Linked DNA regions of Mus musculus: all the other regions are linked to region 1. The links are chromatin contacts, called in public HiChIP or PLAC-seq and promoter capture Hi-C maps. All regions are on one chromosome and are shown on one strand. Each heading gives the region's core, a stretch centred on a gene start, on an enhancer-like site or on the middle of the called end of the contact. The rest is flanking DNA. Distances are from core to core; before and after follow the strand shown.

Region 1 (3,885 bases), core at 151-2,650:
ATGCTCCACACTTGGACACAATGGACACACAGTCACATTCCATCACTTAAGGCAGGGACCCAGAGGTGGGAACTGAAGCAGACCCCGTGGGGAAGTCCTGTTTAGTGGCTTGCTCCTTAGGTCTTCTTGCTCAACCTACTTTCTTAACAACTCAGAACTGCCTGCCATGGGGCAATACCATACACAGTTGAATGGAACCTCCCATCTCAGTCATTAATCAAGAAATTGCCCCCGCAGACTGGCTAACAGGTGATCTGATGCAGACAAGCTCTCGATGGAGGTTCCTCTTCTCAAATAACACTTGTTTGTGTCAAGTTGACCAGGACAGATAGCATATAAAGCAATGGGCTTCACTATGACAGTTTATGTATATATCATTTGCATATCATTTGCATATGCATTTTGCTCCTATTCAGTATCTTCACACCATTCCCTCAACCTCCCCACCCCCGTAAGATGGGTACATGTACAACTGTGATACTAGGACTGTGTGATGTGTGTAGATTTAGTATCTAGTACCCTAATAATATCTGTGATACTATTATGTGGTGTGTGTATATTAATGATCCTAGAGTGTACTAGAGTACAGGTAATATTTACAAAGTACTTGGCAAGAAACAAACACTCAAATAAAATAAATCCTGACAAAATCGGTTAGGTTATAAGGGGACTGAACGAGCTGTTGTTTGGGCAAGTAGTGTGAAACTTGTGATTAATACACTGTTGGGACTGGAGGGATGGCTCAGCTCTTAAAGACGCACACTGCCTTCAGAGAGGATCTCAGTTCTGTTCCTAGCACCCACCTTTGGGACCTCCTGTGATACTAGCTCCCAGGGGAATACAACGCACCAGTGTGCGCGCACACACCTTAAAGTAAAACCATTTTTAAATGCACTGTAGAGCTTGTTATGGTGACGCACTCCCATAATCCTCAGCTCGGAGGAAGCTGAGACAGGAAGACAGCAGAGTTCCCAGCCACCCTGTTTACAATAGTGAGTTCTGGGCCAGCCTGGACACTGAGACCCTGCCCAACAAACTAAAAAGACAAAGTTAAAAAAGAAAACAGTAAGAAAAAGGTTAAGAGTGGCTTTTCCATCCCCTTAGAAGATGAAGCCAGGAGTGACAGTGATCACTTGCAAGCCCAGTGCTCCAGAAGCTGAAGCGGAGGGATCCTCAGGCCAGCGTAGGCTGCATAGCAGGACCCTGTCACAAAAGAACGAACACGGTTTGTTTTTAATCATCTGTGAGATGCAGTGAGGTAGGAAGAGGGTGACTAAGGAAAGTATACACAAAGTGGGGTGCTACAGGCTTGAACCAGCTCCGCACCCAGGAGACTGGGCTCACGTGGGTGGAGTTTGGGGGACGCTGCCCAGGCCACGCCCGGTGTCGCCCAGTGGGCGGAGACCGCCGCAGCCCCGCCCCAATCGCCTGTCTACTCACGCGCTTACTGCCCCTCGCCCTGTGGACCTTACTGCCAGTGAGTGTACGCTCGATCGGCCAGACCCCACGGCGTCACCATGTTGGGCATGATCAGGAACTCACTGTTCGGGAGCGTGGAAACGTGGCCTTGGCAGGTTCTAAGCACCGGGGGCAAGGTAGGCCGGCAGGGTGTAGAGGACCTGAAGGAGGACTCTGCGCGGCCGTCCCCACCCTGGCCGGGGCTGAAACTGGTGCCGCGGGGCCATGGGTGGGACTGTGACCGAAGCTGCATTCCGGCTGGGGCCGCCCTGTACTGCCCGGCGCTTGCTCTGGGAAGGAGGGGAAAGAGCAGTCTGGCTCAGCCAGACCACTGACGCGGAAAAGGATCCATCTTGGCGAGTGGGACACTGCCTGTTGCGTGCATCTGTCCATTTAAGCATTCCAAACCGTCTGAACTCCCCCCCCCCCTCTTAGGGCAGAGACCCACTCTGTCCCAGGCTACCCTGACACTGGCTGTGTAACCTAGATTAGCCTCGAATTCTGTCGCAATATTCCTCCCACTTCAGCCTTCCCAGAGTTGGGACTACAGGCATGACCCACTACGCCTGGCTACATTCTGAACAATTTTGTGAGAGACACATGGTTGCAGCAGGCATATCTGCTAGGGAGCCATAAGGGGCCCTTCAACCTGTGGGCTGCTAAGCTCCGCTTGTGTGGGAGTTCCCAGGCAAGTGCCTGTGCAAAGGCTCAGAGCTGCACGGTTGCAACTGCTAGTGCTGGATGCATGGAGTGAGCGAGGAGACTTAATCACCTTGGTCTACCAAATTTGCATCGGCACCAGAGGGGCATCAGGACACCCGGTCAGCTTTCATGAAAGTTAGGAGTTTGGGTACTCGGGTATAATCTTGAAGGCATGTATTTGATTATTGGTTGGTTAATATTGGGAATTAAACCTAGAGCCTTGTGCAAACCAAGCCGAGTATTTTGCAACTCATCTGCTCCCTCAGCCTGACATATATTTTATCTCAGGACACTCTCTTATTATAATGATTCTGGATAAAAGGCCCGTGTTACCTGGGGGCCAAGGTCTGGAACCTACTACACTGAACCTCACACAAAGCCCACAACTCAACTTTAGTCTAGACTCAGCCCTCCAGAGTTCTGTCAAGCCATCCTTCCCCCTCTCAGGGGCTCCTCAGTTGTGTGTAGAACAAGCAATTGAAGCCCTGATCACGCAGGGACACGAACGAGTTCAAAGACAGATAATGAAAAGGAGTGAAATGGGCTGGTTAGATTATACAGCCTGGTGGCAACTGAAGCGTGCTGAAAGTTGAACTTCCCCAGGACTAGTGTTGCCAAATCTTTAAGGAACTCCAGATACCCAAGTTCTCTGTAAGAAATCCCCCAATTAAAGAGTAATTAACAAATAACACTTTTTGTGCAGGCCGTGTAGCTGGAAAATGAGGATTAAGGGTGGACAAAACCAAACTAGATACAGTGGTTCATGTCTGCCATCCCAGAACTCAAGAGGCAGAGGCAGGAGGATTGCCACAAGTTTGAGGCCAGAGTGGGCTCTGTGTGAGTTCCAAGCTGGAGCTCTATAGCAGCAGAGTAGGTGAGTCTATGTCACAGTTCTGCCTTTGTGAAGCTTAGGCTCCTATAGCCAATGAGCAAATAAGAAATACACACTGTGGGGCCAGGGAAACGGCTCAGCGGCTAAGAGTGTGCACTGCTCTTGTAGGGGACGTGAGTTCAAGTCCCAGCCTCCACATCAGGCAGCTCACACCAAAGTGTGAGTTGCCTGCTGAAAGACTTATAGTGTAGTTAGTAGTTACCTCACTAAGTGTTTATTAAACCAGGCATGGCTGCAATCCCAGCACTCAGAAGTGGAGGCAGGAGGGTTGTAAGTAAGTTATTTAACATCTCAGCTACCCTAGCCCCCAGGTTCTTCAACCGTAAAGGGGAAAGAACACTCCCTCTGACAAGCTATTAAATATTCAAAGATAAGTGTAAGCTTTGTTTTTTTACATAGACTTGGGTGGGCTGTTGCAATTCTAAGGAGAATCTCTCTCTCTCTCTCTCTCTCTCTCTCTCTCTCTCTCTCTCTCTCTCTCTCTCTCTCTCTCTCTCTCTCTCTCTCATAATTATCTGCTTTATCCTACAAAGAGTCTAGGTCAGATTCTGCCATCTATACCCCTGGCAGGTAGAAGGCACACTTCAGGGGCCCCATGCCAGACAGGCTTCACAATATCCATGTGTTCAAGACTGATTCCAGTCCAACCTTATCAGGCTCTTCATTGCTCAGGGAGGGAGGGATGGGGAGCCCTCTGTGCTTAGTTGGGTGGGTCTTGAGAATGCTTGGGACAGGGCTGATAGGAATGACTGATGTCATTCGGCCCAACCTATGCAAATATGTCCAGACCAACAGCCTGGGTTTGAGTCCTGGCCCCACCATCTGCCCACTGT
Region 2 (3,906 bases), core at 245-2,744, 1.4 Mb before region 1:
TATATCCTATTATTTCTAAGAGTATTTGTTTCGGGTAATAGAGATAGCCCAAACCAATCGACATTATAACAGCACTTAATTTGACAACAGACTGATTTAAACTTGGGTTACATAAGCAACCAAAAAAGCAACTATACATATGAATGACAGATGTTTATGAAAACACAAGTTTTTAGACTAGTAAGAAACAACGGGTAGAATAAGAAAATTATATTAAATTATACGTATACTGACCCAATGTGCTACATACAACTGACCTAATTGTGCTACATACAACTGAAATTTAGTGGCATCACAACTTTAATCAGTAGCACACCCATAGTTATTTTAAGAAACTAAAACCAGGACATATACACCTAAAACATATTTAAAGTGTACATTATACACATATACTACAGTGCACATATTTTTTTCAAAAACTCAAAATGTTTAATTGATTCCCTTAAATAAGGACCTCAATAGAACTTGTAATATTTGTAAAATTCTTCATCAAAAAATGATATAATAGCTTATACGTCATCCCAAAATAATGAGAAATCGTGTTCACTAATTTTCTTTAACATTTCTCTAACTGAAGAAACAGTAAAACTAAAAACATGAAAGACTCAAGTGTTTGGATTAAAACTTCATTGACTTTGGATGAAATGTTCCTTTTTAAAAAAAAAAATAATAAAGATGTAATACCTGAGAAAATTGAGATTTCAACTTAACTTGTACATCCTTTTCTTGTCCTCTCAAACAAATCAAAAATAAAAGTTTCTATTTTGTAAACATTGCACATCCAAAAGCGAACCGGTAAAAACAGGGTTAAAAATGTATTTACAAAAGTGCAGCTGAAGTAAATGCACTTCCCCCGAGAGCACCACTAGGTGCCGATCTTATCTCCCTAAATGGAACGCGAATCCAGAAATACCTAACTAAACGCGAAATTATAATCGAGAACCACAAGAGGCAATTTGTACCAAAATATCAAGTCTGCACCGGTGAAACCGTGAGAGAAATAAAGGATTTTAAGGTGCGGGTAGGTGTAAGACACGAGAGAAACGTTTTCCTCGGAAAATGTGAAAAGAAGAAGCACGAGACGAAACCCCCTCGAGAATGAGAAAATTAAATCTAGAACCCAAATGGCGTCCAACAAGAACATTAGCTCTTGAAAATGAATATTGCGCCTGCGCAGCCACCGCCCGGCCAGCTGCTCAACTGCAGCTAGAGCCCGACCCCACGCGATCACGTGCTCCCATGCAGCGCCCGCCCGCAGCTTCGCAACCGCGCAGGCGCACACTCAACTCCCGCAGCCGCCATAATGCGGTCTTGACTCTTCCGAAATACAATAGTCATTTCTCCGACAGTGGTTAGAACAGCCCCTGGCACTCGCGTATACCTTCGGGGGCGGGAGGTGAGAGCCTGGGACCCGAGTTCCTTCCTACGCAGCCGTCCCGTGCAGCCGTCCCGGACGCTGCCGTCTCAGCCGTGCGCTCCACTCGCCGCCACCGCAGATTCAAAAACAAACCCGCTTCTCCCCAGCACGCGCCGGGGCCGTTATGCAAATAGATGGGGGCGGAGCTTCGTGGGCACACTATGTACTCCACCCACTGAGCGATCGGCCAATGAACGTGCGCGATGCCTATTCTCCATGCAAATCTCCTGGTTTTTTATTTGAATGAGGGATTTTTGGCCACGCCTCCTGCCTTGAAATTGTAGCCCGTCTGCGGTGGTGGCGCTGCCGTCTTTTCGATCGCATCCGGAGGTGATTTTTTTTTTTTCCGGTTGGCTCTTTTCTTTTTTATCCTGGAGGTGATTGGGGTTTTTTTTGTTTTTTTTTTAATTTTTTTATTTTTTTTTTTGCATGGAGATTCCTCAGTGGCCACCCCTCCATGAGACTTGAGAAAAAAAAAAGTAGGTGTTTAAAAAGCGAAAAGATTTTTCCATAAGTCTAGAGAACCTAGAGTACGGTAATTTATTCGAAAAAAAAATTTTTTTTAATTTTTATCTTTTTGTTTTGTTTTGTTGATGAAGATTCGTGCAGTTTAACTCAGTCTAGCCATTGAACTTGCCACGTAGCCCACACTGGTCTGGAATTTGAAATCTATCGGCCTCAAACTCTGTCAAAGTGTTACAGGTATCACTTAAAGTTCACTAAGTTAATTGTGTTAATCATCAAGATGTGGAGATGAACATCTTTTGGGGGGATATCCTGTAAGAGAGCAAGCAGTACCAATCATGCCTTCACACCTCATAAATTCACGTGTCGCTTAAATAGAGACAGTAATCACTGTTCCGACAAATTGAGAGAAGCTAGAATGAAGAAAAGATTCTAAATATGTTTTGTAAATCAGTAAGAGCCAGAAAAATAATATTAGGTGGAATCCCTTAAACTTAATTTTCTCCCTTTAAGTATTTGTTCAATAGTAACTTAACCAATCAAAAAGTTAAGTAGCTGTCAGTGCTGAGGAAATCTACACTCCCATGGGCAGCTGTGGCTCAATTCCCAGAAGCACTCAGGGAGATGAGGCAGGTCTTGAGAGAACAAGGACAACCTGGGGCCACATGCTCCCAGATCATCTAGAGCTTGAGACTCTCTCTCCAAAGAAGCTCACAGCTTTCATTATTGTCCTGTACTTGACAATTCAACTAGGACATTAAACAGGCAAACCCAAGGAAATTGAAATTCAAGAAACAACTTCTGGGGTCATAAAATGTGATACAGTGTCCAGGCAAATCTAAGACTTGAAGGCCAGCCTGGTTTACAGATCTAGTTTCAGGATACCCAGGGCTATATAGAGAAACCCTGTTTCCAAAAAAGGGAAAAGGAAAAAGGTAAGTGTTTTTAATAGATGTATTTAAGATTCTAGATTGATTTTGAGTTGAAAGAGAGAATATCTAGAATAGACTTGACTTAATCTAACAAGAGGCCTTGAAAGGGGAAACACCCAGCTGAGTGTGGTGCCACCCACACTTGGGTGGCAGCAGTAAGTAAGCCTGTCTCTGTGAGGTTAAGCCAGCCTGGTCTACAGAGTGAGTTCTAAGACATCCTTGACTACACAGAGAAACCTTGACTCAAAAAAAATAAATAAATAAATAAAAGAAGGAAGGAAGGAAACAGAAGAGAAAGGAAAAGAAAGGTGGAAGAGGAAAGGAAGGAAAGAAAGAAGAAAAGGAAGAAAACATCAGCTCCATGTTCCTGCTCCAGCCCCAGAATTCCTGTGACAGACCTGGGCATGTTGATTAGAGGCAGATTGGTAGGACATTGTACTAAAGCCATGGAGTGTGGAGAACTCAGGGACCTGTTACGTAGAAACTAGAGAGACAAGAATGTTGAGAGCAGTGCAGACGACAGTGGCCCAGCTTGTGACGTTTCAGAGGGAAGCAAAGACTCTACCAGGCCATTTGTGTGAAGAATCTGTGGTTTAAAATGAGCTCGAGCTGAAGAACCAGCTGTGATAAACAAGAGACCAGAACTTTGTTCTTCCGGGACAGTGGCCGATGGACTGCCCCCACATCATTGAGGTGAAATCTTGTGGGAAGTGTTTCCTCAGGACCAACACACAAGAGATGTATGTCAGAGCTGGGCAAGGTTGTGCTGCCTCATGCTGTCACCCAGGTGAGCCTCCATGTCAGTCTTGGCGAATCAAACCTAAGTTCTCCAGAAGAGCAGCCAGTTCTGAACAACCAGGACAATGAGTGAACCATCTTTCCACCCACATGTGCCTACTCCTGCCTAGTGATGGATCATCTGAGACCATATCATGTGCACTAGCCTACCCTCTAGAACATCAAAATTCATGGTTTCCACAAGATCAGATGCCACTGGTAGAGCCCAAGCAGGTGCAAGCATCCCTGGCCCTGTAGATGCAGGCCAGCTGCAGGGGTGAAGGTCCCTCTAAGGCTGACTTTTGTGGGCCTCAG
Region 3 (4,272 bases), core at 336-2,835, 1.8 Mb before region 1:
TTAATTTTATTAAATTCTATTGTCTATTAATATGACTCAGACAGCCCCCAAATAATCAAGGCAAAGTCCTATGAGTTTATTTAATCAGCTTAGCACAATTATTGGGTGGGTGGGTGGGGTCACATCTAATCTATTTTTCTATACACTGGACTATCTACTTTCCAAACTGTGATTCCACAAGTAGTTGATGTTTGAGTCTTCCCCCATCGCCCCCCACACACATCCCAGGTTATTTCTGCTCCATCAGTCTATCCTGGTGGGCGGGGCATTTCACGGCCACATACTCCTGGTTCATCATGTCTAATGGAGACCTCCTGTTTTCTTTCTTTCCTTTCTCCTTCCTCGTCCTCTCTTCTTCCTCTCCTTCTCTCTTTTTTCCCATGGTCCCTACCTGCGACCCTCATCCTGGTAACTGAAAACCCACTTGCCTCTATTCTACCTGGTAATTGGCTGTAACCACTTTTATCTAGCCAATAGTTTTCAATTGGGGAATGAGATTTACATAGCATCACTTGGTCTACTGAAGATGTTGGGGGACAACCAGATCTTGGTGGCCAGTACTTAGCATTTGAATACATCTCAGCACCAGACACAACTCACAGCGACGTTCAAAATAACTGAAGAGCATGCAGCCTATTTGGATGAAGAGAGGAAAAGTGCCATTTTCCCCAAGTGCCTTGGTTGAGGTAGCAGTCACTACGCATATTAATACAAATACTGATTATTGAAATGTTAGTATAAACGAGCATGCCTTGTTGACCGCAGCTTAGGAGCAAGTTAGAGAAAGCATCGAAACGCAGACACCGCAGCCCTGTCTCCAACGGGACTGCACACAGTGTTGGCAGCTTGTTCTCATTTAAATTTATTCACAAGCCACTCCTCAAATAGCTGCAAAGTCAATTTTAGCATCCATGTGATTGTCACAGATTTCTGCGTTAGATGAGGAATTAATGAAGCTGCATTTACAATCTACATTCCTAGATATAACCAACAGTGTTTGTTCTTGCTTTTGTTTTTACTTTTGTTTATTTCGTTTGAAGGCTTGTGGTGCAATAATACACAGCAACATCTTCAAATGAGGACCAATAAATAAAGCTCAAAAAAAAAACCCTCTGTCTGAAGACAAATTATTTAAATTGAGCACCCAGTATATACATTTAACATTCATAATTTCTACTCCTCATTTCCTACCAGCAAGTTGTCTTACTATAAATAAATGAATTATAAATAAAAGAAAGCTGACAGGAGCCTTAGAGGAGCAGAAGTTTGTAGTACACAATAAAGCCTATTACTTCTGTTTAGGGGCCCTATGTCTCTCCCCGAGATTATGGCTTTTAGACACGCACACCCAGTCATTGAAAGCACACACAGCTACAGGGACCCTCCCCCAGCATGCACACTCATGCATCTATGTCACATGGGCTGGTTTGCTCCACATGTGTCATTAATTGTCAAGAATGCTGCTCAGACGGCTGATCGGAAGATAGGCAGAGCAGGATATCGAGACAGCCCAGGGTTTCCTTGTCAAGTAGGTTTAAAACATTTTTTCCTCTTCTCTCTCTCTCTCTCTCTCTCTCTCTCTCTCTCTCTCTCTCTCTCTCTCAACTTCCTTCCTGTTCTGCCAGTCCTCAGTCAGAGTTGAGAGACAGAGGTAACCTCCAGAGACACAGGGCCGACTGGAGCCTGGAATGTAAGTTGAATGCCTGAGGTGGGGAGGCTGCAGGTGGGCGCAGAGTCCTGTAGGAAATCTCAGAACCACCCTACTGCCCTTGCCAGAGGAGCTGTTGCTGTTCTTAGGAAGGGCGGTTCTTTAAACCGAACTTCATGATAAGAAAGTGCTAAAGAGATTGCTGGAGCAGAAAAGGGGAAGTCAGCCCTGAGAAGGGGAGACAAGCTGAAGGAGGTAGGAGAGAGTACCCTGCTACCAGAATGTTCTAGAGAAGGGCTCTGGGGATACCTGGAATGGGGGCGGAGTGGGGGGCAGCACTGGGTGGTTTCCTTGCTAGGCAGGAGCTGGAATTTGGCTGCGCTCAGGAAAAGGAAAACCCTACCTCTGATACTGACTGTGCTGTGGATGGCGGCTTGTGCTGGGGTGGAGATGTGTGGTTTCCTGTTTTTGAGCACACTTTAAAGAGACTGTTTGAAAGGAGAGAAAATATGGTGCAGAGCTGTCAAATGCTAAGCCCTTAGCAAAAACCAGGGGAATTAAATTCCTGCAGTGGGCTGGGCAGGAAGATATTCACTGTGACTGCCAAAAAACAAAGCAGCCCTCCACATCAAGGGGAACTGATGCAGACCCAGAAGATGTGGAGAAAACTGTGGGAGAGGCACTAGGAGAGTCTGCGTGGGCCCAGCTATAAACGTGGTCGGTGGGCCTTCCAGCTGTCGTGGTCTGAACTTTGGCCTTGCTAGAAGGGCTCTAGGCATCACTTGGTATGCTCTCCTCTCTTTCTCAGGTTTTCCAGTCAGCAAGTGCTAAATGCCCCATTTTGGGTAACTGTAGCATGGGTCTGAGAAGCTCTGAGTAGTTTTTCACTAGGCGGTGAGGGAGTCAGACTCTTACAGGAAGGCCCCCAAACCACCCCTTCACAAAGACACTAAGAGCCTTCTGAAGTCAGGCTTAGCACACTGGGTTCCCCACATGAGAACTCAAGAAGAGATCAGCGGTGACCTGCTGGCTGGGAATTTGTCACCAACAGGTGCCATTTCTCTCTGTGGCATTTCTAAGAGTGTACCCCTGCCCGTTTCAAACACAGTGCAAGTTTACTGACAAAATGAGCTTATTCTTTTGTGAGTCCTTCAGGTTTCTGATAGAACATGATCAACTCTCCTTCCACGTGGCCCACACTCTGCCAGTGAGAAACAACCATGACTAGCCGGCCTAAACCTCATGGGCATCTTCTTGCCCTCGGAATTTGGTCCTTCACCATTTTGGAGAGTGTGGGTCTGTCCCAGGGAGACAGGCTTTGCTCAGCCGCGCACAGTTTGGTTTCCACTGGAAGCTCAGAACAGCAGAGTTACTCTGAGGGGAATTTACGGGAATATGATCCGTGACAAACTTGAGCTAACAGGAAGGGAGAAGAAGCCCTGTGGGGTGAAAACTAAGCAGAGAGAAAAGACAGCCAGGGTTGGCTCAGAGCCCTCTGGTGTGCCAAGCCTGGTATTGAGAAACTCACGATTTTCATACTGAGAGAATGGAGAAGAATATTAAGGAAGTGTTCAGCAGTTCATATAGTGGTACAGTAAAAGAGTTGATAGCCTTAGACATTGTCTGTGGAAGAAGATTTCTCTAATCCCACATGTGGAATGTCTTTGTTTGCACAGCAGCCTCGCTGCTGAGATGGACTACATTGGTGGATGGTGGGTTGAGTCCCAGGTAGAGTTTTGCAGGCCTCGGGTCTTGATTGCTCCTGAAAAATCACTGGTACTTTCATCCATACAATAAGATCTTACCAGGTTGCCCTTTATTGATAATATTCTGGTTTCCTCAACCCAAGCTGACTAAAACTCCACAGGGGATTCCTCGGGGGTCTAATAATCTAAGTTCGAGTGTCCATGAAATTGTCTTTGACGTCTCACATTAATTTAGAACCTTGGTGACTGTGTCTAGTTTTTTGCCTAGTCATGGCTTCCAGAGTGCAGCTGTCTTTTAAGATTATTTAAAGTGGTATTTGTGAAAGAGGAACGTCACGCAGTGTGTGTGTGTGTGGGGGGGGGGGGAACATAGTGATTCGTACTCTTATCTCTTTCTGCACCGAAAAACAGAGCTGGAAGAGCGCGCTTGGAATGCATAGGCAGGAAAGAAGAGTCTGTGGTCCTCAGTGGGAGTGGTGAGGCCCGACTTTAATTCCAGCATTTGAAAGGCAGGGCATCTCTGTGAGTTCCAGGTCAGCCAAGGATACAGAGTGAGACCCCGTCTTTTAAAAAGGTGGGGGGGAGGCATTTTTTAAATGGGGGGGAGAAGGGGGAGGGAGAGGGAGAGGGAGAGGGAGAGGGAGAGGGAGAGGGAGAGGGAGAGGGAGAGGGAGAGGGAGAGGGAGGAGAGGGAGAGGGAGAGGGAGAGGGAGAGGGAGAGGGAGAGGGAGAGGGAGAGGGAGGAGAGGGAGATTTTCTAGAACCATGTCCCCTTCGTTGCGTCATACAAGATGGGTTCCTCTCAATCACTAGCTTGGATCTTCTTGTCCAGTTTTGGATGCCCATGCGGCTGCCTTGGTAGAAAATGGCCTTGGGATGCCCCAGAAAGGGCCAGATCTTTCACGTGACTAGAAATAC
Region 4 (4,176 bases), core at 1,606-4,105, 1.0 Mb before region 1:
GCCATCTTCTCTTGTTAGAATACCACCTTCTGTGCCTGGCTGGGGATAAGCAAATATATTCTCTGCAAAACAGAGAAATAACATTACAAATTCATGAGTCCTGGGGGGTCCCTGAGGTCGTTCTTTGGAAAGTTTGTGGATTTTTGTGAGAAGCCCAAATGTGGGTGGGTGGAGCCTGGCTGGGTGGAGATTCCAGTTAGTCAGGACACCAAGCTCAGAGAAGGTTTTCCTGAGCTACGTGAGTGTATGTGGGTTCAAGTGCAGCCTGGGTGACATAGTGAGACTGTTTCAAAATAAAAAGTAGGAATGGGGCTTGGGATATAGCCTAGTGCTGGGGCACTTGCCCAGCATGTGAAGAGCCCTGGGCTCAACTCAGTCCCAAAAGAAAAGGGAAGAAATAAGAGGTGGGTGTCACAAGTCTGAGAATCAGGGAGAGAAGCCCTCGGGTCCAGGGAATGTATGCCGTGGAGGAAGGATAGCACTTCTCATTTAGCTCTGTGCTTCCTAAGATGTCTTAGTCCTGTCATCAGAACAACTAAGCAGGTCAGAAGCCTCAGAAAAACCCAAGAATCACTGAGTCCATGAAAGAGTGGGCAGGGAGGCCTGGGGATGTTACCAAGTACTGTATACTCATGTAAGAAATTCTCAGAAAAAATAATTTCATACAAGGAACTAAGCAGCTGGTTGGGAAGACAGGAAAGACACTGAAGGATACAATTCTCCATTGAGTTTCATGAAATTGCCTTTTTATTATAGGTCAATAATGGTTCCTTTGTGTGATTGAGACTATCATGATTGAATTGCCAATAGTACTGTATGGCATAACGCAGATGGCTCAGGGATGTTTTTTTTTTTTTCTTCTGACTGGTCAGCTCTTTCTCCACCGTGCTGATGTTAATATGTTACATACCGGGATGATCTACGCACGAGATATCTTTCAGTCACTGTGAAAGTCAGCGGAGTGAACCATGCTCTGCATCTCTACACAGAACAGGTAGACTCGGAGAGTGAGATGGCCAGATGCCACCTCTCACTATCAAATCCTTGAAATGCTTACAGAAATCAATTCAGGCTTGGATGATGAAAACGACCTGGAATTAGACTCCCAAAGGAGAGCACCGTGGACTGCGCCACGGGCAGAGGAGATGTGTGTTCCTTCTTTGCTCTCTGCTAGGGAAAGTGGATAGACTGAAATGGAAATGTTAGGTTTGGGCAACAGGAGAAATGAAAACAAATAAGAGTAGTATGCAAGTTTTGGAAAAGGGCATCGGGAGGGAAGGGTGGCCCACGAGGTGAAACGTAAAAGATAGCCATATTTAGAATAGTAGGTTACCAGTCAACCCACAAGGGTGCCTAAGTGGGTGTAGATCTCATTTCAAAAGAAAAAAAGAAAACATTACTGTAAGAGCAAGGGCAGCGTGCTTCACTGTGTCCTGGCTTAGGGCATCTGCCTTTGTTCCAGTCACTAGAACATGCACATGATTGGGTCCAGTCGGCCATTGTGTGCATCCAGCAGAGAGCAGTGACCACATTCCACACTTTCCCAAAGGAGTAGATGCGCAACCTCACTTTGTCTCGGGAAAGAATGGGAATGGTCACAGAGAGGCACACGGTATTGCTTTTGAATACGCGATATTTGTGTTCTCCTCTGTGTGTCGTGAAAACATTAGATGCCAAGAATTAGCCTGACAAAGTTCAGGGAACGGGAAAAAACACTGCTGTGGAGAACCCGCCTGAGGTGTTCCTGGTGCTGACTGGACTAGAGGCCAGTGCGCATTGGCCCGTAGACCGGAGTTCCAGGCTGCTTGGAATGGGACCGATCCCTGTGTGTTCCGGTCACATTCTCCCAGGTTGGTGAGTGAGAAGCCCGTTGTTTTACTGCCATAAAAGTTCACCTCCACTGTAACAGAGACAATGGGTGAGAATAACAAGGATGTATCTACAAGGATATTAATATTGAAGAATAGATAATACTACAAGTGATCACAAGGACTCCCAAAACATAAAACAGCTCAAGAGGGAGAGAAATGGCTGCTATTTTCCGTTTTAGAGAAGCTGGGTTAGTCAGTGCTGTAAAATCATTTCATATGGGAAACATTCGTTTGTCTATCATTTTTGCTTGAGATCTTTAAATAACGCAATCCACTTAAAAAAGAACCCCAAAGTCCTCAAATCTTTCCCAGCAGCCGGAAAATATCACACACACTCACACACACACACATATACACACATACACACATATACACACACACATACACACACATACACACATATACACACACATACACACACACATACACACACACATACACACACACATATACACACATACACACACATACACACATACACACACACACACACACACACACACACACACACACACACACACTGCTGTACAATTCAGCCTTTTAATTACATTTACCTGCTTCCCTATTGTTTAACTGTCAATTTCCTGCACTGAAGACAGATCTCAAGCTCCCTGAAGACAAGAATCCTGTCATCAAGTTGCACTCTGCACCCGGAAAGCAGGTACTAAGCAGAGACTGCTGAATGGAACCAGGGGAGTGGTTTCAGTGTCAGTCTGCAGCATGGCCTTCGGGTTGAGGTGCACAGCCCTGCGCGGTGGTCCAAGGTGGCCACTGTTTCCCCTCTCCCTTAAGCCGCCCCATCTCGCTGCTATTCCTTCTTGCTGCCAGGAGGAGGCACCACGGCCTCGGGTTAAGCTTTTCCCACCCCCTGGCTACCCCACTTCCCCCAGCTCATGACGTGAGAAGCAGCCTCAGCCAAGAGTCTTAGCAGTGGGAGTGAGGGGGTGATGGAGGGGGTTTGGGAGTGGGGAGGGGTGGGGGGTGGAGAGCAAGAGGACGCGCGTGCACACACACCCTGCCTCTTGGGTTTCTCCTCCTGAACCTCCTGTGTGAGAGGTAGGGTGTGTGTGTGTGTGTGTGTGTGTGTGTGTGTGTGTGTGGTGTGCGCGCGCGAGCGCGCGCTTGAGTGGCACGTTCCTGGGTGTGAGACCCAAATCAAGACCAGGACCTTTGATGTCCCCGCCCTCCCCGCGTCGCCGGTGATTAATACCCATTTTTCTTACTCTCCCCCTCCTCCCCTGCTCTTCCTCTCCTGCTGCCGAACGCTTGACTTGCCCCCGCCCGCTTCCCCTCCCCCGGCTCCCATCACCACCAACTGGAATCTGGGCTCTCTTGCCTCTCCACTCCCCCCCCCCCTTTTTGAGAAAGGAAGGTCCTCCCCCACCCCCTTTCCAGCACCACTTCCTTGGGTTCCTTCACCTCTAGGAAATCTCGGGGCTTGGCTCTATGGAGAAGCGCTTCTCGGGTCAAGCTGCCTTTCTATCCCCGGCATCCAGCGGAGCTGGCATCCGAATACATTTCCTTCTGCTCTGCAAAGAGTCGTAGTGAACTTCCCAACCCAGGAGACTGATCCATTTATCCTGCTTTGCAGGAAAGAAAACGTCTCAAACCCTCGACACCCGCCACCCCTCTCCGGAGACTGCCACCTCGGAGGTGCAGAACCGGTACGTAAATGCCCGCTTTGGAGTCTCAATTTTGAGGGTTTGGAGAAATCAGGCAGATAAAGGCTCGAAGCCTTGGCACTGCTAACCAACCTGGTATTGGGTACAGCTTTCCAATCCAGCAGCACCGGGCACTTGCTATTTTGGATGGTTTTTTATTTTTCCTTTTAAACAAAAGGATATTTTTGGGGAGGGGGAAGGGGACAGGACTGCCTTTGGTCTTTCTGAGGTGGTTAATCCCTTCTAGGGGAGAGGCTGGGCAGCGGTGCCAGAGGCGGGAGCCACGCGCTGCGACCCTCCAGTCCAATCCTCTGGCTGCAGGTGCAGCCCGGTGCGCTGCACATCAGCGCGCCGGCGGCGTGAGTGTGCGCGGGGGTGAGTGTGAGTGCGCGCGGGGGCGCGTGCGCGTCGGGGGCGTGTGTACGCGCGTGTCAGTGTGCCCCATCCAAGAAATGCCCAGTGTGCGGCCGGTGCACAATCAGAACCCATTGAGCACGAGCCCGGGGTGGGAGGAGGCTCCGCTGCTGGAGGAGATGAGGAGAGCGAGCCAGACGTGTCAGCAGCATTGCAGATGGGGCTGGGGGCCGCACTCACTGGCGAGTTAAGTGGGGATGGTGTGCGTGCATGCGCGCGCGCGCGCGTGT
Region 5 (3,864 bases), core at 174-2,673, 1.5 Mb before region 1:
CAGTGTACTTACATATAATAAATAAATAAATCTTTTTTAAAAAACGCAATTTAAGTATGTCAAAATGTACCACAAATTACTGTAACAGTGCTCTGCTAGGTTAGTACTTTTTACCTTGGGGAATACTGGACGTGGTCTGGAGGCACTTTCAAGGATGTTAAAGGCCTCAGAGTGCACAGGACACACTCACACACACGGACGGACACACACATATGCTCACTCATAACTGGACAGAATTTCAACAGTACTGAGTTTAAGAAAGTCTAATCCAATTAAACTGCTCGTTCAAAACAAGCCAACCACTTCATCGACTAGTCTGGTGTTCTACAGACCCGGTGTCATACAGGGCTCTATCCTGGAACACTGAAGTCAATAAATACTCGGCAAGCAAACCATCAGGTGGGTGAGCCCAGCCCCCATCAGGCATCCTGAAAGAGTCACCTCCTCTGAACACTTGTCTCCTTGGATCAGAAGGGTCAGTGAGGTCACAGAGTGGGATATGGAGACACACCTGCACTTTTTGGGGTGACACTTCACTAGCCACGTGCCATAGGACCCAAAGGTACCGTTCACCTTCGTTTTTATTTTATGTACAGTCCCTACAATGCCTGCAGCTTCTTTCTCCACTAAATGAATATTACCAAACGAAATTGTGATTTGTATTTCATAATTCACAGGTGTCATTTCTAGCAATGACAAATTTATTTCTTCCTCTAACAAAGGCACTTCTTCATTACTTTTTAAAAAATATTTATTTGTTTATCTGGATTTTTTATATTTTGGTGTTTGGAAACAGTGTCTCATTCAGTAGCCCAAATTGTCCTCAGACTTTCATTAATCCTCCTGCCTCGACTTCTGGAACGCTTTACAAACCCAGCTACAGTGGTTTGCTTGCCTGGGTTCAGTAGCAAAAGATGAGCTCAGTCAGCTTGAAGTCTGTTGCCTACTTCACAATGTCACCTAGGGCACCCTTGGCCAACTTCACAATGTTGCCTTCAGCGAGTCCTGCCCAGACATGGGTCTCTATGGAAGCTCAGGGGTAGATCTGCTTCTAGCCCCGCGTGAATCAGCTCCGCCCAATGAAGACACAAAGCTAAGGTCTGGAGGTGTTGAGCTCCTGAGGTCAGACAGGCTGGCGCAAGAAGCCCTGATTCCTGACGGATGAGGGACCTGAGAAGACAGAAGGCCACAGAATCCGACCTACGGGGAGGCATGCGACCCACTGCTGCCTCGGTTTCCTTATCCTCTGCTACAGGGACCAAGGCCACCTTTAACTGATTCCTTAGCCCTGAGCCCCACCCTCCAGGAGGCGACCAGAGAAAGCAGCACAGCCCCGGCACTTCCCAAAAGCGCGACAGAGAACTTTCCCGGCCTGGCCCACAGGTGGCTGGAGGGTCAGACCAGACGGAAAGGATCCGCCTCTCCTAGCCTGGGGCTCAGCAGGGCGAAGGTTGGTTCCCAAGGCCACGTGAAGCGCCCAAGCAGGCAAGACTAATGTCAGAAGAAAGTTAAGATCGGCCCGGCCTCTGCAACGCAGCGCCCTGCTACCATCCTCAAGTGCGGCTCTTGCAACAGCTGCCACCGCCGGCGCCAGCGGGACCTAATCCAACCAGGCCGAGGTCACAGCGGAGGAGCGATGTGCCACCGCAGCCCTGGCAGGAGCCTCAGGCCGCCATCGCCGCTGCTGCTGCTGCTGCCATTGCTGCTGCAGCCTCCCTGGGCGGCTGGCGCTGCCAGCCAGAGCGACCCAACAGGTGAGCAGAACGGCCGCCCGCGGACTAGGGGCGTTGCCCTGTACCCCCACGCCGGCGGCTGGCCAGAGTCCCAACAGCTTTGCATCTAGGGGCGTCTTGGGTCGTACTTCTTGGTGGGGAGCCTGGCGGGTTACGTTCCAGCCCTGAGGTGGATCAGCGGTGGCATTGAAGGAGGGTACAAGGGCTCTCCAACGTAAAATGTTTTGGCCTTAATTCTGTCCCATATCTTGTCCCGGACAACCTCGACTGGTCCAAAAGGCTCCAGTCCAGAGATTTTTCCAAATCAGACTGAGGTGTGATTTCGAGCTGACCTTTGTTCTGCTTCTAGAAGTAGACAAGTGACTTGGACTTAAGAGAACTGATAGCAAACTGGTTATGCCATCTTGATATGGGACAGGGCCAGAGCTTAAGGCTGCTGAGCTCTTCTGAATGGCCTCAGAATCCTAAAGTGGATTAAAGTCTCCGTTCTACTGCACAGAGGCTGCGACTGGGGGGAAGTCAGGAATTTGCCTAAGCGATAAGGTAGCTGGGTTGCCAGAGGGCACTGGTGTAATCCTTCCCTTCAGAAAAAACAGGCCTCAACAGGTGTCCTTCCAGTCTCACCCTTCCATTTGTAACAAGACCAAAATGAATTGTGGGATGCGTAGACTTGGAAGATTCTAAAAGTCAAATTCAGAGAGGACGACTGATTTCGTAATCGTCTCCTTGTTTGACCCATTCAAGAATAGGAAGGGACGCGGGCAGTGTCCCCTTTCAAAAGTCGCTGATTTTTCTCGTTACCGTCTCTCAACGAGTACCCGCACCCTTGCCATTTGGAAGTGTTTGCTTTCAAAGCCTGCTCCACTCATGTCTGGAAACTTCCCAGTGGGCACAGGCTTGTGGGATGAGAAGGGTCCGGAAGTGCCTGATGTCTCCCCTGATTTAGCTGTATGTTCTTTGGTCATCCCTCCCTACCCCCGCCACATGAGCGCTCACGCTCACACACACACACACACACACACACACACACACACACACACACCCTTTAGTCCAGAAAAGCTGCTGGTTCCTTACCATGGCCAGCAATCCTGAAAGGCTCCTCCACATGACAGCTTTGAGGACAGCTAAGGATGCCTGCCTGCAGTGTCTATTTGAAACAGATGGGATGTCCTTTCTCCCTCTTATCAGTATGTTATTTGTACTGTATTGAAGCTTCCTCAACCTGCCAGTAGATTACCCAAAATTTAAATCGTAAAAAAGCAGAGGCATTGCTATCTCCCAGGGCTCCCAAAGGAACCTAGCTCCGTACTGTGAGCTTAGTAGGCTGTGTCCTAACTGTTCCTCCTTTGCCCTGGTAAGAGAGAGATGAGCCGACCTCCGTGAGACTCAAAATGTAGCCCATTCCTTGGTAAAACTGGTTCTTCCTCTAGGCAGGCAGGGCTAAACTCCAGAAGTCAGTATTTGCATCATGCCAGCTGTGATCAGATCTCAGGGAGACGATTCACCCTGATACACGCCCAAGTCTGTCCCCAGATTCATCATTAATTATTCATTAGAAATATAACTGTCAGGCTGAGGGCCTGACTCATCTGCCCTGATTGGGCACTGGGAACCGGAATCAGCTGGTGGGAAGCACTTGCTAACCTGACTGTCATTTAGTCTCCATAAGGTGTCCCGGCCGGCAGACAACAGGTTAAAGCCAATGGCTACTTTAACTCTGACAGCAGTTATATATCTGAGTTCACTAAAATGGGCCTACTGGTTGCACCATGGCTTATTTTAACATGGAAATTCTTTATACTTCATTTAAGTATTTATGTATGTATGTATGTGTGTATGTATGTATGTATTTATTTATTTACTAAGACGGGATCTCATTATGTAGCCCTGGCTAGCCTAGAACTCACTGTGTAGACCAGGCTAACCTGGAACTCAGAGAGATCCACGGCACCAGCCTCGTCTTTTTAATCCCTAAACAGTTTTCCAATTGCTCCCGCGTTCTGATTTTTAGCTTTAAAGGGTGGCTAGTGAGTTATTGCTGGAGTTAGCATGTTCCTTCTTACCAGGGCAAAGGAGGAACTTACTAACATTGTGGAGGTAGTGAAATTATGAGGAAACGTTTATGCAAAAC
Region 6 (4,036 bases), core at 684-3,183, 1.7 Mb before region 1:
TACTTCAAAAACCATTGTATGTAACAATGTTGAGATAGTCCTGGTTATAGTCGTTTGGTTTTTAACGCAAAGACAAAAATAAATCATTGGTATAAAGTATCCAGTATATCTCAGGAAAATTTTACAAGCAGATGAAGAATTTTAACTAGCCACATAACTTTTCCAAATGTATTAATTTCTATGTTATCACTGGTTTTATAAATTAGTTTCAAAATATCACAATTTGTGTCACTTTCTAAATTTATTACCTGGTTTTTATTTTATGAACTAATAGGTCTTGCTATTACTGACACTCAAAGAGTAATCAAAACAAGAATTAATGACATTCCCAGGCATCAAGGCTTCTAACTGTAATTCAATCCATCTAAACAATGAGACAGAGGGATAGGGAGATGGTGGCCAGCCCAGATTATTTATTGAATACTTATTTTTTTTCCCACTAAGTCAAAGGTAGTTTTAGTATGGTACTGATGTTACATTGTTAGGGAACACATTTGTTTTAATATAAATTGTAAATGTTCTATTGGTTATTAATTCATTGTAACATTAGTGCCTATCTACAACATCCTAAAAATTAATATACACCTCAATCAGTTCTTTCAAAGTACTTGATGTCAAAAATTCCCTTAGGACCTTTTCTGTTAAGGATGCTGAAACTAAGTTGAAAAATAACCAAGTGTGAGGGTGTTTTTGGTTTTTTGATTTGTGTTTTTTTGTTTTTGGTTTTTTGTTGTTTTGTTTTGCTTTTTGGTTTTTTTTCGAGACAGACCAAGTTCACACTTTATGAAGATTTCGTTTTAAATGCTTACCTTTAAGGGGAAAGGATGGGGAGGAGTCTTAAGGAATGGGGATGTAGAAGGGAAATATAATAGCTATTTCTGGTTATCAGCTATATCTAGAACAAACCACAATCCAGAATTGGAAGGTTCACCTGTGATCCAGATCTTGAGGCTGGGAAATACAAGTTTCTGACCTTGATCTTGGCATGGAAATCTTGAGGCATAGTGGCTATGTATCCCCAGGAGAGTAAGGTAAGATCTCTGAGTACAAGGCCCAGATCCAGGCGTGGCGGTACACACCTTTAATCTGAACCACACCTTCTTCTGGAGATCTATAAGACATTGGAAGATGGAAGTTTTTCTCTTCCTCCTCTGCTTGCATTTACTTGCCAGCCCATCAGTTGGAATCTACTAGCCTGGTGGGACTGAGCAACTCCTAGATCCTTGGACTTCCCATTCACAGCTGACCATTGTTGGGGAGGTGGACTACAGACCGTAAGTCATCATAACAAAGTCCCTTTCTATATAGAGACTATCCACAAGTTCTGTGACTCTAGAGAACCCTCAAAGGAAGACTTCAGATAAATCTAGAGTGTGCAATGACATCATAAAGGAGTTTGGGTTGATGCAAAGTTCATTTGAAGTGTTATGTAATAACTTCTCCTCTGGAAAATCGACAAATGTACCGTTTCTCTTTTAAAATATACATTTTCGTGTAGATTTATGAGTCTCCCCTAGGAACTATTTGTTCAGTTCATCACATGCTGTAGGTTTAGAGGGCTGATGTTTGCTGAGCACCTTAGACTCGGTGCCCAGTGTTATTACCTAACTTGTTTTCTATGGAAGCATTCCTGAAAAACAGCATCCATTTACACACGACAACTAACACAGATCCAATGGCCGACACAGAAGCGTACGCATACCGCTACCTAGTGTGTCCCCAGAGAGAAGCAGTTGCGGAAATGCGTCAGAATTCTGAGAACAATTGGCCAATCAAATAGCAGCTTCCTTACTTTTTATTTCTATTGGGTTATATTAGTGTCAATCTACAATACTCTGGAATGAGGCGGGTCTCTTGGCCTATAGTTATCCAATCGGATAGTGAATGAGAGCGGAAGTACCTCTGGCTCTGAAGTTGTTGTATTCGCTCTATGGGCCCAGTGCCTGGCAACGCGGTGAGATCGCGGCCAGCGGGAACAGGAAGTGACGTGAGCTGGCGGAGGGGCGCGAGGTTTCAAGATGGCGGTTCCCGGGTGGTTGACCGAGGGGCAGAGGTGAAGGCCCCTTCGCAGAGAGTCCTCCGGGACCGCCCGCTAGCTGCTCTCGCCGTCCCGGGAGCCTCGCAGTCGTGTGAGTGCGTGGGGACTCGGTGCTCCGTTTTCCGCGACCCTCCCCGGGGCCTGCGAAGCCTTCTCTGAAACACCAGGCCCAGAGGCCGCGCTCTTCCTCCGCTGGGCCCGGGGTGGCGGGAGCCTCGGGTTTCAGGGCTCGGGGCCGGCCTGGCACTGCGTCCGACGGGTTCTCGGGCGGGATCTCCCGCCGGGTCAGACCCACCGCCCGAGTGCGGCGACCGGTGGCGGCGGGCTGACGTCTAGCCGCTCGAGTCGCTATCAACCGTCGCTATGGTTTCGGCAGTTGCTGTGAGGCCTCCTGGAGTGGACCCGGACCGGACCGGACCGGTCGGGTTGCGTTTGTGCTGCCTGGGTTCCCATGGTCTTTTGACCTTGTCTCTGCCAACGTTTGCAGGCAGAGGCACTATGGTCTTGTAAAAATTCTCCTTGACTCGTAGCTGATTGGTTTTTAGGTGTGTGTGATGGGATGGCGTCAAAACGAGAGCCCGAGGCTGGTTTAAGAAGGGAAACACTAAAGAAAAGATCAAAAATAGAATTTGTTGTATCCGTGCCTTTTTGTAGTTCCCTATAGTCAGTACCCTTCTCTTCCCTTCTTCCCAAACTCCTGCCCCTTCTGCTTTCTGATAGAGAAACATCTGTAATGACATAATCGACACCGATCAGTTCTGAAATATCTGGGAAGCAGCAGGGAGCCGGCCAGCTGAACGCTTGATGAAAAAAAGCATTAACTAAAACAACTTACAGAGTCCCACCTAAGGAGCCAAGGGAATTAGAGTCTCAAATTTACCTCGGGATCTTCCCTTTCCTAATGTAGAAAGAAAGTAGATTTGTTTAATGCTTAAAGGGGGAGCCACAGGAGATGTAGCCTGTAGGAAAGTGTCGCACACTTTGAACAGGAAATATTTGTTCCTTTTTTTACTATGGGCAAGGCTAATTTTTGGAAGTTTCATTCATTTGGAATGGAAGAGAAAGAAGTGATAATAATGAAAGCCTGGCCTTAAAATATTTCCCTACCGTGACTACCACTTTTAATTCCCTCAAAATACATAAATCAGGAGTCATATGTGCTAGTAAGAATATACTTTAATGTTAAGTTTGAGGAGTTCTAATACTTCATTTTTTATTTCTTTTGTTTGAGAGTCATAAATCATTTGATTTGGTATTAAATCAAGATAAATATGTTTGAATGGATTGCATTTTGCCATCTGGCGTGTGGAATGAGCAGTCTAAGGAGAAAGTAAAGAGCATGTATTTGTCTTTAACCCAGATTCATTATCTCCACTCCTGTTTCATATCCCCTTATACAGGTCGGAAAGATGTCCTCAGGGTTTGCATTGCATTGTTAGAATATTTCTCAATTGGTTTTGGTTTGTTTTGAGATCGTCTCATATGGCTCAGTCTATATTCCAAACAATAGCATTATAAGTGCAAAGTTCTTGTTGATTTCTTTATTCAGTTAACAGCACTATATAATCCATAGGAAAGGGTTAAACTTTTGAGTAGTTAATGATATTCTCACTGTGTTGACTAGTACAGATACTAGCCTTTTCTTTGTGGTCAAGAAAGGTAAAGAAAGCCGGGCGTGGTGGCGCACGCCTTTAATCCCAGCACTTGGGAGGCAGAGGCAGGCGGATTTCTGAGTTCGAGGCCAGCCTGGTCTACAGAGTGAGTTCCAGGACAGCCAGGGCTAGCTATACAGAGAAACCCTGTCTCGAAAAAAAAAAAAAAAAAAAAAAAAAAGAAAGGTAAAGAAATAATTTCTTGGATGCTTCATTCAAAATTAAAGAGCACGGTCTTACAAGTAGAGAACCAAAGGGATATTTCTTTACAGAAATTGATGCAAATTCGTAAAAGGAAGTCTTTTTACACATACAGCAAAACTGAGTTCTTTATATCTTTTCTTTC

What was found. Promoter capture Hi-C pulls out the DNA fragments that hold promoters and counts their contacts. HiChIP or PLAC-seq counts read pairs in DNA pulled down with a chosen protein or histone mark.
Region 2: a promoter capture Hi-C map of 3T3-L1-derived adipocytes shows a contact between it and region 1, with 5 times the contacts expected there. The contact joins the promoter of Atf7ip here to the promoter of Hebp1 in region 1. A contact is called at or near these places in 5 of 39 promoter capture datasets (the 3T3-L1 cell line, 3T3-L1-derived adipocytes, hippocampal neurons and 2 more), 1 of 484 Hi-C or Micro-C datasets (cardiomyocytes), 2 of 115 datasets of contacts at active chromatin or transcription factors (embryonic fibroblasts and stem cell-derived neural progenitor cells) and 1 of 9 other capture datasets (embryonic stem cells).
Region 3: a contact with region 1 is called in a promoter capture Hi-C map of liver, with 2.0 times the contacts expected there. The contact joins the promoter of Arhgdib here to the promoter of Hebp1 in region 1. A contact is called at or near these places in 2 of 39 promoter capture datasets (liver and pre-B cells).
Region 4: a contact with region 1 is called in an H3K4me3 HiChIP or PLAC-seq map of embryonic forebrain, with 8 times the contacts expected there. The contact joins the promoter of Grin2b here to the promoter of Hebp1 in region 1. A contact is called at or near these places in 7 of 39 promoter capture datasets (the 3T3-L1 cell line, embryonic stem cells, frontonasal cranial neural crest and 4 more), 1 of 484 Hi-C or Micro-C datasets (cerebral cortex) and 2 of 115 datasets of contacts at active chromatin or transcription factors (SST interneurons and embryonic forebrain).
Region 5: a contact with region 1 is called in a promoter capture Hi-C map of pre-B cells, with 2.0 times the contacts expected there. The contact joins the promoter of Plbd1 here to the promoter of Hebp1 in region 1. A contact is called at or near these places in 2 of 39 promoter capture datasets (liver and pre-B cells).
Region 6: an H3K27ac HiChIP or PLAC-seq map of microglia shows a contact between it and region 1, with 7 times the contacts expected there. The contact joins the promoter of Wbp11 here to the promoter of Hebp1 in region 1. A contact is called at or near these places in 3 of 39 promoter capture datasets (hippocampal neurons, liver and pre-B cells), 4 of 115 datasets of contacts at active chromatin or transcription factors (astrocytes, embryonic stem cells, extraembryonic endoderm stem cells and 1 more) and 1 of 9 other capture datasets (adipose tissue).

The regions. Positions count from the first base shown.
Region 1 is chr6:135,165,730-135,169,614 of GRCm38.p6, reverse strand. It overlaps Hebp1 (heme binding protein 1), which reads left to right and starts at 1,400. Exons shown (of 4, transcript NM_013546.3): 1 at 1,400-1,595. The coding sequence starts at 1,518. RefSeq lists an enhancer at 3,687-3,885.
Region 2 is chr6:136,516,439-136,520,344 of GRCm38.p6, reverse strand. It overlaps Atf7ip (activating transcription factor 7 interacting protein), which reads right to left and starts at 1,494. Exons shown (of 15, transcript NM_019426.2): 1 at 1,382-1,494. Gm44140 (a long non-coding RNA gene) reads left to right here and starts at 1,592. Exons shown (of 4, transcript XR_001785394.2): 1 at 1,592-1,747; 2 at 1,853-1,896.
Region 3 is chr6:136,939,069-136,943,340 of GRCm38.p6, reverse strand. Arhgdib (Rho, GDP dissociation inhibitor (GDI) beta) reads left to right here and starts at 1,585. Exons shown (of 6, transcript NM_007486.5): 1 at 1,585-1,690.
Region 4 is chr6:136,172,224-136,176,399 of GRCm38.p6, reverse strand. Grin2b (glutamate receptor, ionotropic, NMDA2B (epsilon 2)) reads left to right here and starts at 2,855. Exons shown (of 15, transcript NM_001363750.1): 1 at 2,855-2,927; 2 at 3,463-3,535. Gm26653 (a long non-coding RNA gene) reads right to left here and starts at 3,372. Exons shown (of 3, transcript XR_378074.4): 1 at 3,291-3,372; 2 at 2,426-2,546; 3 at 690-1,900.
Region 5 is chr6:136,659,452-136,663,315 of GRCm38.p6, reverse strand. It overlaps Plbd1 (phospholipase B domain containing 1), which reads left to right and starts at 1,423. Exons shown (of 11, transcript NM_025806.2): 1 at 1,423-1,754. The coding sequence starts at 1,637.
Region 6 is chr6:136,826,113-136,830,148 of GRCm38.p6, reverse strand. It overlaps Wbp11 (WW domain binding protein 11), which reads left to right and starts at 1,933. Exons shown (of 12, transcript NM_021714.4): 1 at 1,933-2,129. It overlaps BC049715 (cDNA sequence BC049715), which reads right to left and starts at 1,306. Exons shown (of 3, transcript NM_178776.3): 1 at 1,080-1,306. It overlaps Smco3 (single-pass membrane protein with coiled-coil domains 3), which reads left to right. Exons shown (of 2, transcript NM_001039558.2): 2 at 1-218.